2 separate regions of the Mus musculus genome follow, and region 1 is linked to region 2. Evidence: chromatin contacts called from public Hi-C data. All regions are on one chromosome and are shown on one strand. The core of a region is the stretch at or near the end of the contact, and the rest is flanking DNA. Distances in the headings are between cores, read along the strand shown.

Region 1 (6,770 bases), core at 3,548-6,047, 840 kb before region 2:
GCCTTCTAAAAAGTTGGCCACACTCTGCAGCATGGATGACACAGTGCCCACAGAACTACCTTCCAAGAAGCAACTCTGTGTTTTCATGTGAGGGACAGAGGTCAATCAATTACTGGATGGTAGTGAGGAAAGTAGGCACCAAACTTCTATAGAGGAGAAAGACTTCTGTGACCAATAACTGGATGGCCTGTTACAAAGGGCCACATAAGTCCTTAATGGTGCTGACTTAATAATTATTCGAACCCCATATACTTGCTTAAAAATGCACCCTGCTGTATAACAGATGCGTTGTTTTAGGGGGTTGCTACTTAATATTTCATATTCATTTTATTTCCTGAAGTACTTCTTTGTATTATTATTATTTTTAATGAAGGATGTGTTCTTTAATCAAGCAACATGAAAAGATGATTGCTGGAACATTCTACAAAATGACTCATGTAACAAAACAATTGTCCAATTACCATTTCAAATACACGTTCAGGCTGTAACTTGGGTTGTATGAGGAAGAAAAAAACTTCGTCTGCCTCTACTGTGAAAGCAAAGACCTGTTTTTTTTTTTTTCTTCCTTTGGCAAGCTTAACAAAGAAAAACAAAACCATACTGATCTGTCTTTTATGTATTAAGTCACCACAGAGGCTGTACATACCTAAGGGGCTTCTCTTATAAGACTTTGAGAGGACCCTGGAGAAATCTATTTGAACCATAAAAAAATAATACCCTTTTTAAAAGCAACACTAACAACACCCAAAAGTGGTATCTTACTTGACCCTTGTTCATTCTGGAAAGTGTGCTGGCTAAGGGTTGGCTCCCAGAAGAGGCATCCAGGCAACAGACTGACTTAGCTTTAAAATAAGATCCATGTTATGTGTTTGTTCCTGGTACTGGGAACATCCACAAACCAAATGATAAATTATCAGAACTCTTTATTCTGGGGCCTACTTACGTACTAAAGACTCCAAAACTACATGGCAATAAATACCGATTGCACACGACTCACTCCTGGCTAGCTTAGGGAACCTACAGAATTGCTAACAGATTGCTGCTTTTTCTCTGTATTAAGCAATTGTGTTCACTGCCTGTAGAAATCATTATTATTAGAGTTATGTATCTGGTTAATGGGAGAGAGAAATGGGATTAGATAAAAGCAGATGGCGCAAATACCCACAAGCACCCACGTGCAAAGGAAGGCACATTAGGACAGGTTGGAAAGGAAGAGACTTCTGATGATCGATCATCCTCACATCATACTGAGAAAAAATTTTCAAAAGGAAATCAGAATGATGTCATGATATTTGAAAAAAAAAACATATCTGTGAACCATGGAGGGGAATAGACCTTCTGAGAGACTTATATACTGTCTGTACCTTAGGGTGTCAATTTAAATAATAAGAGCAGTTGACAAGTGAGACAGACAATAAGACAAAAGGTAAACCAGGCCTAGTCAGGGCTTGCAGGTGTGACACACTCAGCAGAGAGGTAGGACACTTGCCTAGTCTGCAAAAGGTCAGAGCACAGTAGAGGCTCAAACAAGACAGACCCAAATTCCCAACCAGACAAGCAAGCAACCAACCAACTAAGCTGGCCACGTTCATGTTCTGATTGCCCCACTTTATATTTTAACATTCCAATTGTTTAAAAATCTTTTAATTTATGTGTGATAGGCATGGGGAAATGCATGACATATGAGCAATACATGGATTTTCAAAATATAAAGAAAATAGACTGGTCCAGAAGTCTGGTCTAGAGTCCAGAAGAAACTAGATTTCCTTCTAGTTCTGTCTAAGGCTAGCGGTTACCCTGACTTCTAACAGCTTATCTTGGTTTTGTTTGCTTTTTATACTCATACAGATGGAGCTAGATAGTATACTTTTTTTGTTGTTGTTGTTGGATTCTGTGTTCACAGTCAGTTATGCTTCTGTGGATAGCTGTAAATCACTCTCATTATATACATTATTCCTTTGTATGACTAAACCATGATTTGCAATCAGCTGATGGATTGCTTGCTGCCAGTGTTTGGATATTTTTAATAATATTGCTTATAGCAATTTTTCCATCTCTTGATAAATATCACTACCCATTTCCCATTTCTTGTTAGCTCTCTCCCTAGGAATAGAACTGGGCAGGGGAAGTGCATGTGTTTAGTTTTGGTTGATATATTAAGTATCTTTATTCTGTCTTTCCATCCCCCTTTTCCTTTCCTGGCTTTCTTCCTCTATCCTCCCATCCTCTGTTCTCTCTCCGTCTCTCTCTCTGTCTGTCTCTGTCTCTGTGTCTCTGTCTCCCTTTGTCTCTCTCTGTCTCTCTCTCTCTCTCTGTCTCTCTGCAATTGTCAGGATTCTGGGTAAGGGGGAATAAATTAGGCTCAATGGCAAATAACCCAAAGAAATCCAATGGCCTTTGAATTTTTGTCTCACAAGTGGTCAGTTTCAAACTAATGTGAAAGAAAAAAATGCCAATCCCTTTCATAAACAATGCAAGTCATTTGTCACTTCACTCTTTTTTTTTTAAGTGCTTTATAACACAGGGGAGAACTGCAAAGCCCAGAACCCATCAATGATTGCATTAGAAGTCTGCCAATCTCTTGTCTTCCCTTCTGCTGATGTGGTCGATGATGAAGTTTAGAAGCAAGACTCTGCTGAAAAGCAGATTTGCCTCACGTGAAAGCCAGTGTAATACCTACCCAAAGATGAGCTGACTCCTTATCTGACATCAGGCTGAGGCAGGAGACTGCCTTGAAATCTCTCAGTGGGCCTAACCGATAACTTGAGGCTATGAGCTGACAAGAGTTTCAAGTGGTGGTCAGAGAGTAAAGTGACCACAGAGGAAGGACTATAGAGATACAACAACATGACTAGCTTGGAAGCTGGAGGGAGGGGGACCTGTGAGCCGGTGGGTGTGAGTGGCCTCTAGGGCTTGAAAAATCCTTCCTAAGAGCTTCCCGAAAGACATCTTCGGTTTATTCCAGAAGCTTTCTCAGAAACCTTTCGACCTACAGAATTTGTGGTTAAGAGTGCCACCGAAAAGCAACACAACATAAACCATCCAAAGAGAGAAAGCTGAAAGCTGAAAGCCCTTCTAGGCCAATTTCAGAGCAGCAGATCTGCGAATCCACCCATCCTGAGCCTGGCAGCCCCTCACTCACCAGCTCCTGGAGACGAAGGCTCGAACACACTGGAGGAGTCGCTGTAGGTGTTGGAAGCTTGCTCTGAAAGCTTCTTCTTACCACTTCCCTCTGACGACTTGTGCGACTTCTTCTTGTTTTTCACCAAGATTTTATACATTAAATCCATAGGGCTTGGAAGAGGTACCCCAGATTCCAGCTATTTAAAAGAAAGCACAGCCTTTAAAAATACTGTCCTTCCTTCCAGGCACCTCTCTAATCCCACTGCTTTGGATAGCACAGCCTCTAGATTGGCATCTACTATATTCAGCATAGTTCACGAAAGCATTCTAATTGTGCCCTGCATTTGTTTTAAATAAAAGATGCTTTTAAATGACCTAACTCATTTTCTACAATGAAACTACAAAAAAAAAAAAAAATGAGGCCACGGAAATGTACAGGTAGATTTAATGGTCTGACCTTGGACTCTCAGGCATTTTCTGACGGGCCCTGCAAGTCCAATCATTTTACTGCAGATACATAAATCATCTCTGACCTGAGTCTTTGGGAAAAGGCCAAACATTGGACAGAAAGAATTGTTGAAGTTGGGTAAAAGTTTCCAAATAAGTCACTGTTTCAGACAAAGCGTTAGGGGCAGCAACATCTTGTGTTGGTTTCGGGTGGGCTTTTAGCATCAGCCAAATCAGACATAATTTCAGATTTTCCTCTTGCCCCTAGATCTGAGCTGTCTTACTGAGCCTTACTTCACTGTTGCAAGTTTGTCCATATACTGGGAAATCAACTTCCCATGAGAAGGTTATAAGTTACTGTATCAGGGAGCATGTGCAAGACACAAGACAGGCTTATTTTTAGAGAGGCCTTTGAAGTCCCACAAGCTGGCCCTCTATCCTTTGCTTGCCATGAGTCTGGGGACCAGTATGAACTCACTTGAAAATATGCAGATACTGGGCCAAAGTGTCCAGGAAGAAGAGGCTTCTTTAGGTTCTGGCTGCTCTTTGCCTTTATGAACAGGGATGGGGCTGCTACCCATCCACTGGGCAGGGTCCTCTTACTCAGGAGTCCCAGGGAGATGAAGAGAAGATCTTCCCTTGTTCTAAGCTGGGCCCCCTGAGGACCTGAGCCTGGGACCTGGAGTTCGTATGCTCCATGTCTTATATAGCTTCAAGCACAGAGAGCCAGGCTTCTACTGCTCTAGGCTTAAGAAGCTAAAGATGTATGGTGACATGGTGACAGGCTTTCAGTCTGAGCTTTAGCCACCAGTAGTCTGGAACTGGGCAGCTGTCATGATCCTCTGCTTCCTGCAGCAGTGATCAGCAGCAAGGCACTATTGCCTGCTTGTGCTCTATCTCCTGAAAGAGCTTAGGGTGTAAGGACCCAGAGCACCTAAAATCCTAGTATTATAGGTCTCGATCCTGGGAACTTAAGGCTTAGCTTTCTTTGTAACGATTTCTATTAAATACGGCCCAGTTTCCCTTCCCTGTTCTTTACAGTTCATTATTCGTCCAGCACCTTTGTTCCTCACCTTGGTCACTCTTTGGAATCCCAGTGTCATCTGGTGCTACTCTGCTGCTGCTCCTACCAGCTCCTCTTCCTATCCCCAGTTCAGCCTTAAGAGAACAGCAGGCTAGAGAATTGTCTTATGGACTGCTCATGCTGCAACACCAGGGGGCAGCACTGAAGGCCATCTCTCTGTGGAGTCACAGTTAAACAGCTTGCTTCCATTCTACAGTGGTGAAGGGGGCGTGGCAGGTGTGTCCGAAACCCATTGCATTGCAGAATTCCCCACACCAATTAAGTACTGTGCTTGCGCTAACCACAAATTTCTGCTGGGCCACCAGGAACTGTGCTCCCCTCTGCCGTGGGTGAATATGGCTGTTCAGAGGTCGCTGAGGCTGGTGATGGCGAGAAGTCTGGTGCCTGCTGTTTAACACAGAGGTAGCGAGAATCGTTTTGCTTTGGCAGCAAGAAGCTGCAGTTTCAGCACAGCTCCCTCAAGGCAGGCATATAATGCTCAGGGCTGTCAGGCTGCCATAAGGGCAGGCCAGCTGGCTGCTAACGAGGGGCTACTTGGCCGACAATCCTCTGTTCAAGCAGCCAGACACCCTGGGCAGGGCTCACAACTGTCCATTAGGGAATCAGATTTACTCAGCTCCCCAATATCTTGTTTAAAGGAAAAATAAGCAATAAGAGAGAGGCTTAAATAGTATTTAGTGACTATTTATTCTTTGCTGGATACCCATGGGGAGAGTTGGGGCATTTCATCGGTTCATGGATGCAACTGAAGTTGAGTGTTTTCTCAAAGGTAAATGTAGGTGGTGGACAGCAGGTGGCAGAAACAGGCTTAGGAACCAGTATTGCCACATTTTGCATTCACTTCCAAAGGGTGTGACAAAGATCCATTGGGGGGTGGGGGGAGATGGTGGTATTTACAGAGTGCTATCTCCTCTTGGACTGTCTTTTATGAGCTGACTCTCACTGCTGAGGACTTTGTAATCTTGACTGACAACTGAAACATTCTCTCCTAGAGGGAAAGAGGGAGGCTGATGATGTTCCGGAAGTAAGGGAAGTCAACAAATCTCACACACTCAGGAAGTTCCTGAAACCTACAAGCTTCTCAAGGCCTCTTTCCCTAATTATACCAGCAGTATGGACTGCTTGGGGTGGGGTGGGGTGGGGTGTGAATCGGGAGAGGACTGTTCAACCGGTCTAGCTGCTGACTTGTCAGGCAGGGAGCACCAGGGATATAGCATCCATGAGTTGATGCCCATGCTGAAGTGGGCTTTTGGATTATGTAGTTACCTTTGAGTTATTCACACCACTGTCAACAACCTTTCATCCATATTCCTATAAGTAACTCCCTGGTACCAAATTAGACTTTGGTGGAATTACTACTTTGGCTTGTCCTCAGTAACTTATTTGGGGGTTAATAGACATTTGTTCACAAACACTAATGGTGTCACTTTAAGCAGAGGAGGGATAAGGCTGGATAAAGAAAAGGAAACAGACACATATTTTCTGACACCAGTCAGCTCAGATCTCGCTGATCATATATCTACAGAGAGGACATATCTCCCCAGCTGTAACTGATAAATGTTCTCCTTCAAGGGAGCAGAGTGCAGCTACTTACTGGGTATTTTTCCAGTGGTTCCATCAGGAGGGCATCACCAAAGATTAATCGGCAATACTCGGCCATCTTGGCTTGTTGCTTCGGGCTAAGAGCAAAAAGAAAGAAATTATGGGGTTTATTCAGAGAGGTGTCCTTTGTATTACTAGCACAGAAAGAAGTCAGTCAGAATCAGTTTCCATTGTTATGAAGCTCTTTCCTAAACATCACAAGTACCCACACACTCACACACGGGCAGGAGGCAGGGTGGCTGTGCAGGGCTATTTTTAAGGTCACCGTACACAACCCAGACAAGGACACAACACATCATGTCCCTGTCTCCAGATTCATGAGATTTCTAGAGTTAAAAACTTTGTTCCTTTTGTTGGATTGCCTGGTTCTATGTCAACTGCAAGGCTCCTGGGGTTGGAATATTTTTGTGGCTCCATGTAAATTCTTGGATAAAATGTATCACAGCAACAGAAAGCAGAAACAGATTATTTATAAGGAATCAAGAGGGGAAAGAAGAGTGAGAAAGAAAGAGAG
Region 2 (7,119 bases), core at 1,651-4,150:
TAAAGCCTACATATTTTATCATGTTCTTAGTAATCTAGAGATGGGTTTAAATATATTAGACGGTAAGTGTAGTTTATGTGCAAACCCTATGCCATTTTATCAAAGAGGCTTCAACACCTGTGCAACCTAGTTTCTGTGAAGGTTCTAGAATTATTTCCCCATCGATACATACCAAAGGAGGATGCATGTGTTCTCTGATGGTAATCTTGCGGTGCCTTGTGAATGCAACATCCTGTGACAACGTAAAATTACATTGTGCAGGAATGCAACATCCTGTGACAACGTAAAATTACATTGTGCAGGAGCTTGCCTGAGGTCTCCCTAAGTCATCTTTTTCTTTGTTTGCCCAGTCTCCCATCAGCGACCCAGAATGAGCTTGTCAATTTGACATCATGGCATGATGGAGATGTAGCAAAGCAAATTGCTCATTCTTTCAAATGTACCATCTTGTTTGGTTTCTTCTTTGGTGTGCCTAACTCAATCCCATAAATTTAACATTGAGGCCTGTGGTTTGGTGAAACCCATCTGCTGCTGACTTGATTTAAGAAGTTAATTACTTTCCCCAGTCCAGGTACTTATTATGAAAGCCTTGGATAATAACATGACAGAGGGGAGGGCTGGGATTCTGTGGCCACTATGAGAGCTCCCAATTCTTTCCCGTTCATTTGCAGTTTAAGAAACTTACCCAAGGTCAGTCTACTGACAGTAGCAGAATCAGTGATAATTGATAAGCTTCAAGATAATAAAAACAAGATTGAGTTATAAGAAATGAAAAATCTATTTATGCAAATCCCCAGAATAACTCTTTTAATCAGTATAAATAAAGGTATACATTTCAGGTAAGTATTACTTAAAAAAATTCCCAACTTTAAAGTTGAGTAACTGTGGCTTCCACAAGAGTGGCTGAAGGCACTATATGAAGCAAAGGAGGTACATGGGAGAAGGCCCTCGGGACCAGCAAACAGTGAAGGGAACTCCCAGAAGAGCTGAAAATAGCTGGCATAATGGAGCCTTCAAGTCCTAACGCCACCCTGGGACTGTGAACTGTGTTTGTGGTGGGCCTCAGCCGAACTGAAGTCTGCTCCATTGAGTTCGCTGATTATACTCAAGGCCGAGAAATGGAATCATCTGTCATCAGATTTTGTAGGTCACTATCTGTCAAGCCACTTTCTTTCTTGACACCAAAAAAGCAAGGAGTATTTAAATGAAATACTTTTGACATTGTGATCATATATGACACTATAAAAATAGAGTTTCATAGGAAGATCAACAACTAATTCTGCTTGGTATTACTCCTAGGTTGAAATGTTCAGTGTTGGGCAAGGGATAGAGGGAGAGAAAATGTGGGATTTTTTTTTTTGCCTTTGCTAACTCAGCTGGCTTTCCAGCTGTCTCTGGGTATGCATGACAATCCATCATTGCTGTCTCCTGGGTAGTTTTTCTGCAGGTCATTCCCTGTGACTCCCTCCAATGGCTCTCCATCAGCCTTGCTCTGGTAAGGACTGGAGCCATAGAGAATATAGTTGAATACTTGCCTCTGGCTCCTGTTCTGGTCTTGGCAAGGGTAGACTCCAGGATGGAGACAGAGACAGGAATCTGGCTATGAGTATCTGTTCCAGCCAGGTCTCTTGCCAGCTTAAGATCTGGTCCTCATTTGAACACCTGAGATCCTGTTCCCCATCTCTCTGGTTCTGTGGTCTAGACAATTATTTCCACTGTCAGATACAGCAAGCGGTAAAACCTAGAAAAAACACAGGGCCTTGACAGTGAGAAATACTGATCTGTATGAATAGTTCAAAGCTCGTAGCACATAGCCCAGAATAGTTCCAGGAAGCCTTTTCTATGTGTGGCACTTGTAGTGACACTTCCTATCAATGCCCCTTAAGTTCTAGATTTATCCAATGAATATTTAACACTGGCATTGTTTCCCTAGAGACAAGGAAAGACCAAATGTTGAGTTTTAGCAAAGCAATGTCGAAAGCAGAATGTTGTATGTTGACAAACTTAGCCACTTCTATGAATGCATGTTGACTTCTGGTTTAGTCACAACTGGATGGTGGGTTCCTAACACCACCATAGCCTCTTGCTCCCAAAATTCATACTCAGCTTTATAGCAAAATTCCTTTGAGCCGGAAGCTGGAAAATTAAGAGTCCATATTAAAAAGCGGTAATTTGTGGGAAATACGCATTAAAGAAAGACTAATTACACTGCAGGCCTCTGTCAGGCTTCACAGTGCCTTCTCCTCTCTCCCCCACTTTGTCTCAGCACAGAGGACTTGTTTGATGTGCTGTTATTCAAGACCTTTCAACATCCTTTTTGAACACCTGTCTGGATAATTAGCCAAGCAGTAGACAGAGATCAAAGCCGTGGCTATTTTCTCTGCTCTTTGAACAAGAAGTGCCCCAGGTATCTGTCTGGAATTTGATATAAAAGAGACCTTGCCACAATGCAATAGAAAGATCCTGCCACAGTGGCATCCATCCTTAGACCCACTGATGATTTGACACGTGCTCCTGTCATGACAAGGCTTCTAAAAGTTTAAAGCTTGGCAGAGTGGTGGTGTTTTTCTTCTATAAACCCCGAGTAAACATTAAGTAGACAGCGTTTCTTCTTAGAGCTTTAAAGGGAAAAGGGACTGAATCTGTAAAAGCTTTCTAGTATGAAGCAAGGAGTTCAGCAAGTGTCCTTTGCCTGGGAGCTGTAGGGAGAAGCTTCCAAATTGTGGATGGGGTCAGAACTAAGCCGTGTGGCCTCATTCATAACTTCACAGCTACCAGCATCAGCTGATGAATATTTATGTTACTCCTGGCTTAGACCAGAAAGACAAATAAGAGGCGGGGGAAGTTAGCAAAAGGTCGTCTGAACTCTGTGGGATTTTTAACCAACACTTTCCATGCGCGAGCAGTAGCCCTGAATGAAGTCATTCTGTGCAGGGGCCTGGGCTGGGAGAGCAGCCTGTTCATTAGCGCTCTGCAGAAATTGAACCTTGTGCATTCGTGAGGTCCTGGAAGGGAAAGCCTTTTACTTAAATCAAACACACAGGGTACATAGCTACCTTATTATTATTATTTTGGGAGAGGTAAATTATTGCAAATTGCTCCTTGCTATATAATAACTTTAATGGTTCAAAGAAAGAGCAAAGGAGCGAAGGAGATCTTTTAAAATATTTTTTAAAGGAGCGATTTCAGTTTGGAGTAATGTTTTAGAGAGTGACAGATTCGGGAAAAATGTCCTAATGTGTATGAAATTGATTAACTAGGTCTACTAATTATCACAGTTAAGCAAATTATTGTCTTAAAATGTTGTGGAGTTTTTACTTCAGGAGACTGGCCCCTCATCCCCCTGCTGAAGGACTAACCACATTTGATCACTTGCACACTTTCGCCAATCCTCCTTGGCTGTTTCCTTTCGCCATTACTGTCACCTTTGTTTCTCCTTTGCTTGTGCTATAATTGCCACCTCCAGCTTAACCCAAGGCTGTAGGAAGAAGGCAAAGGAAACACACAAAGGGGGGAAAGCATTAGACTAGCTAACACTTTATGGTCATTTGGGTTGAGGACAAGGCTAAAATATTTGGCCACAGTGCTATTTCCTTTGAACATTGGTTTCAGTGCCACTGTTTGACAGGCACAGTGAGGCAAGTGTCCATAGTGGGGGTACCCAGGAGCACTTTATCCCTATGAAGATGGAACCCATGTCGTTTACTAGGGAACCACTTTCAAGAGACACCAGGAAGTCAGATGGTTTTGGAGAACAGCTTCAAAGAGACCCTAGAATAGAGTTCTACCTGCGAGTTTGTCTCGAAATAAGAGGGGCAAAGGTGTTGCTTAATGTTTTGGGGGAGACAGTAGTTTGATTGAAAATCGCCCTCATTGGTTCGTGCATTTGAGTTTGCTCTCTGCTGTGTGGGAACTGTTTTGGGAAGGATTAGGAGGTGGAGGTAGGACTTGAGATTTTTCAAAAAGCCCCACCAGGCCCAGTAGCTCTTTCTGTTTCCAACTTGCAGATCGGGATGTATGCTACTAGCTTTGTCTCCAGCACCCTGACATAGTAGTAATGGACTAACCCTTTGAAACTGTAAGCAAGTCTCCAACTAAACGGTTTCTTTTATAAGTTGCCTTAGTCATGGTATCTTCTCATAGCAATAGACAAGAAACTAAGACCATACAAGGACTTACCAAGGGACAGGCCTGACCATGCTGCTGTTTGTGACTTTGGATTAGGAAAGTGGTTGAACACTGTCAGTGGGGTTTCAAAGGCCTTCCTGGTAGGACTGTGGGAGACAACTGAGAACAATGAAGACTGTGGTGGATCAGCTTGGGGGGCATCAGAAGGGAAAAATATTATCATGGGAGCTAGAGACCATTCTTGTAATTTTTGCAAAGAGTGTCGCTGCTTATTGCCCTGGTCCCAAGAGTCTGTCTGAGACTAAACGGGACAGTTTTGAACTAATATTGACAGAGGGTATTTCAAGACAGCCCAGTATAAACTGTGCCTTGTGGCTATTAGCAAATGCTCCTCTGAAAGTTTACAAATGAGGAAGAGCAAGCAAGGCAGAAGGGATACAAACTGAATAGTTGGAGGAGAAAAAGAAAATCAGGGAGTGTGATGTCGGAGCTAAGGACTTTTGTTGCTGAGAGGGAAGAAGAACTCAGGCACAAATGAAGTAAGTGCAAAGCATCATGAGTTTGGGGGCCAGAGGATGGCTCAGTGGGTAGAGAAGCATGCTACCAAGTGTGGTAACTGGAATTTCATCCCTGGAGCCCAAGTGGTATCAGGAGAAAACCAGCTTCCACAGCTTGTCTTCTGAATACACACACTTACACACACACACACACACACACACACACACACACACACACACACACACACACATGAGAGAGAGAGAGAGAGAGAGAGAGAGAGAGAGAGAAACAAGGCTCTGTCTTTCTATCTCCAACTTGCAGATGATATAAGATCTTAGCTACATAGCCAAGATTCAACTTAATAATATTTGTAGAAACTCTATCTTAAAAATGTAACATCAAAACCACAGTTTGTTGTATGAAATTTTAGCCCTCATTTCACCTTTGGTTTGAGGATTAAGGAAGCATTCATTTACCTTGAAATTTAAGCTAGTGGCTAAGCACTTCTTGTACATTTTCAGACTTATATGACTGATGAGAACACTTACTGAAGTACATCATATAGATGAAGATTCTGTGTCATAGTGCGTGGCCTTTTTACAGGAACAATAAAGCTCTATGCAAAAAATAACACGGCAGCTGCTGCAGCTACTTTACTGAGAGCGTTCCTAGGACGTAAATGAATAATAAAATGGCATCTCTCTGAAGTCAGGAGAGTCTGAGCCTATCTCAAAGTGCATAGAACTTTAGAGCTAAGAAGATTATCGAGAGCTATCCTATTTGGGCCTTTTCCCATTTGAGAACATTTTAACAGAGCTGAGTTGTTGGCTACTCTGATGCTATAAGTAGGAACACACCAATAATGCCATTTCAGGATGGAAGAATCCAAAGGCTTTCTCAGTGTTTTGTGCTTGGTACTATCTGGATTAATTTTTATGGAATACTCAAAGATCAACTAAATCAAGCTCAGAATTCTACAGACCTCTTCAGAGCTTTTATATTTCTTAAACACAGAGTAATAAAGCTGGAATAAGCTGCAAGGTCCTATAAAGCAGGAGAGCACTAATATTTGCATGCTCAGATGCTGAAACTCCATATAACAGCCTAGGGAGGTGGCTCGGTAGCTAACGTGCTTTTATCACAAGCAAGAGAAGGGAGCTCTGATCCCCAGAACCACTAGAAATGCTGGCTTGGCATGGTGATTCCCAGGCATTTCTCCCTAGGGATGCAGAGACAGGATTCTCATGCTACTGGCCAGTAAGACTATATTAGTACACCCTCTCCTTGGCAAACTTTCTCTTCTAGTTGGGTCCTTTGATCTGTCTGGTCTCTACCTCATAACATTTATTTTTTAATCACATAAGAGACATACAAGAAATAATTATTAATCAGTGAAAATTTTGCAATCCAAGAATTAGCGGATCCAGAATAAAACCAGCAGTAGCCATAGGGATGTGGCACATGTGAGTGTAGCACAGACCTTCAGGGCAGGAAAGGTTTTAGTGATTTTTTTTCCCTCCTTTCAGCCTTAGTTGACCCTCACTCCTGGTATGGTAACTCCAAAATAATTCATGTTCTGCCTGTAGATGGCGACATCTGAACTCTTTTCCTTGGTGCTGAGACTATGAGCAGCAGGTTTCATCCCACAGGCAGGTGAGAATGTGAACTGATGTCTGAAAAGGAAGCAACAGGGGCTGTGGCTGCACTCAACGGTTTCTATTACATTTGGTGCAGAAACCATTCCCGGAGGCACAGAACATCTAGGCTGAGTGTGTGCTCAAGGATGATGGGGAATGTGAACCCTGTCTACTCACTAGGACATATTTCAGTCATTATAATGTGGCAGAAGGAAGTGTGTGTCATATTAAAGAGTGGCTGATTAAGAGTATTTTTGAACTATTAATACTATCTGCCCATCAATTTTCTCTTCAATTATTGGACTTTTGCTGTTACAAATAAGACTTCTTAGCCCAAGCCAAAGACCACAAAGAAGTTTTCTCTTTCTTTTTCCTTTGTGAAGTTTCATAGTTGCATTTTTATTTAGATAGAAGATATTAATTTAACTTGTATACAAGGTATGAAGTATGAAATTAAATTATATGTATTTTGTATAATTGTCAAATGCAGTGTGTCGAATACCAACTTTTCTGTCTAAATGCCTTTGAAGCACTGGGGAAAATAAGTGAACTCAGTGTGATGGTTAGTTTCTGGCCTCTTTGTTTTGTTACCTATATATCTATTCTTGACTATTACAGAAGAGTCATTAGTTTTTAAACTTGGGCAGTGTGAAAGTGGGTTCCCCTCTAAGGACATCTGTGGGTCCTTTGCCCCCTTTGTGAACATAATCAGATGCTCTGAGCTCAGCTTCTGCATCGGTAGAATATAGAATTTTATGAACAGCTGTCCATTCCTTCCTCCTTTTCTCCCTCTTTCCCACATCTTCGGTTTCTCGGTGGTTCTGGGGCTCTGGATCCCGTTCTCATTCATGTCTGT

Evidence for each region. A called contact is a pair of places that touch in the nucleus more often than the background predicts.
Region 1: a Hi-C map of stem cell-derived neural stem cells shows a contact between it and region 2, with 3 times the contacts expected there. The contact joins two enhancer-like sites. A contact is called at or near these places in 1 of 15 datasets of contacts at CTCF or cohesin (pro-B cells), 22 of 484 Hi-C or Micro-C datasets (the BV-2 cell line, the G1E-ER4 cell line, LSK cells and 13 more), 4 of 115 datasets of contacts at active chromatin or transcription factors (acute myeloid leukemia, astrocytes, embryonic stem cells and 1 more) and 1 of 9 other capture datasets (embryonic stem cells).

Annotation. Positions count from the first base shown.
Region 1 is chr2:135,322,173-135,328,942 of GRCm38.p6, reverse strand. Plcb1 (phospholipase C, beta 1) reads right to left here. Exons shown (of 32, transcript NM_001145830.1): 13 at 6,249-6,333; 14 at 3,143-3,320. Among named protein-coding and RNA genes, the nearest start is that of 4930545L23Rik, 110 kb to the right of the region's middle. Within about 2 kb of position 4,797, at least 32 of the 459 cell types and tissues checked have an H3K27ac peak or open chromatin away from gene starts, as enhancers often do. A contact at or near this core is called in stem cell-derived neural stem cells, where this site is marked.
Region 2 is chr2:134,481,987-134,489,105 of GRCm38.p6, reverse strand. No RefSeq gene overlaps it. Among named protein-coding and RNA genes, the nearest start is that of Gm52526, 42 kb to the left of the region's middle. Within about 2 kb of position 2,900, at least 15 of the 459 cell types and tissues checked have an H3K27ac peak or open chromatin away from gene starts, as enhancers often do. A contact at or near this core is called in stem cell-derived neural stem cells, where this site is marked.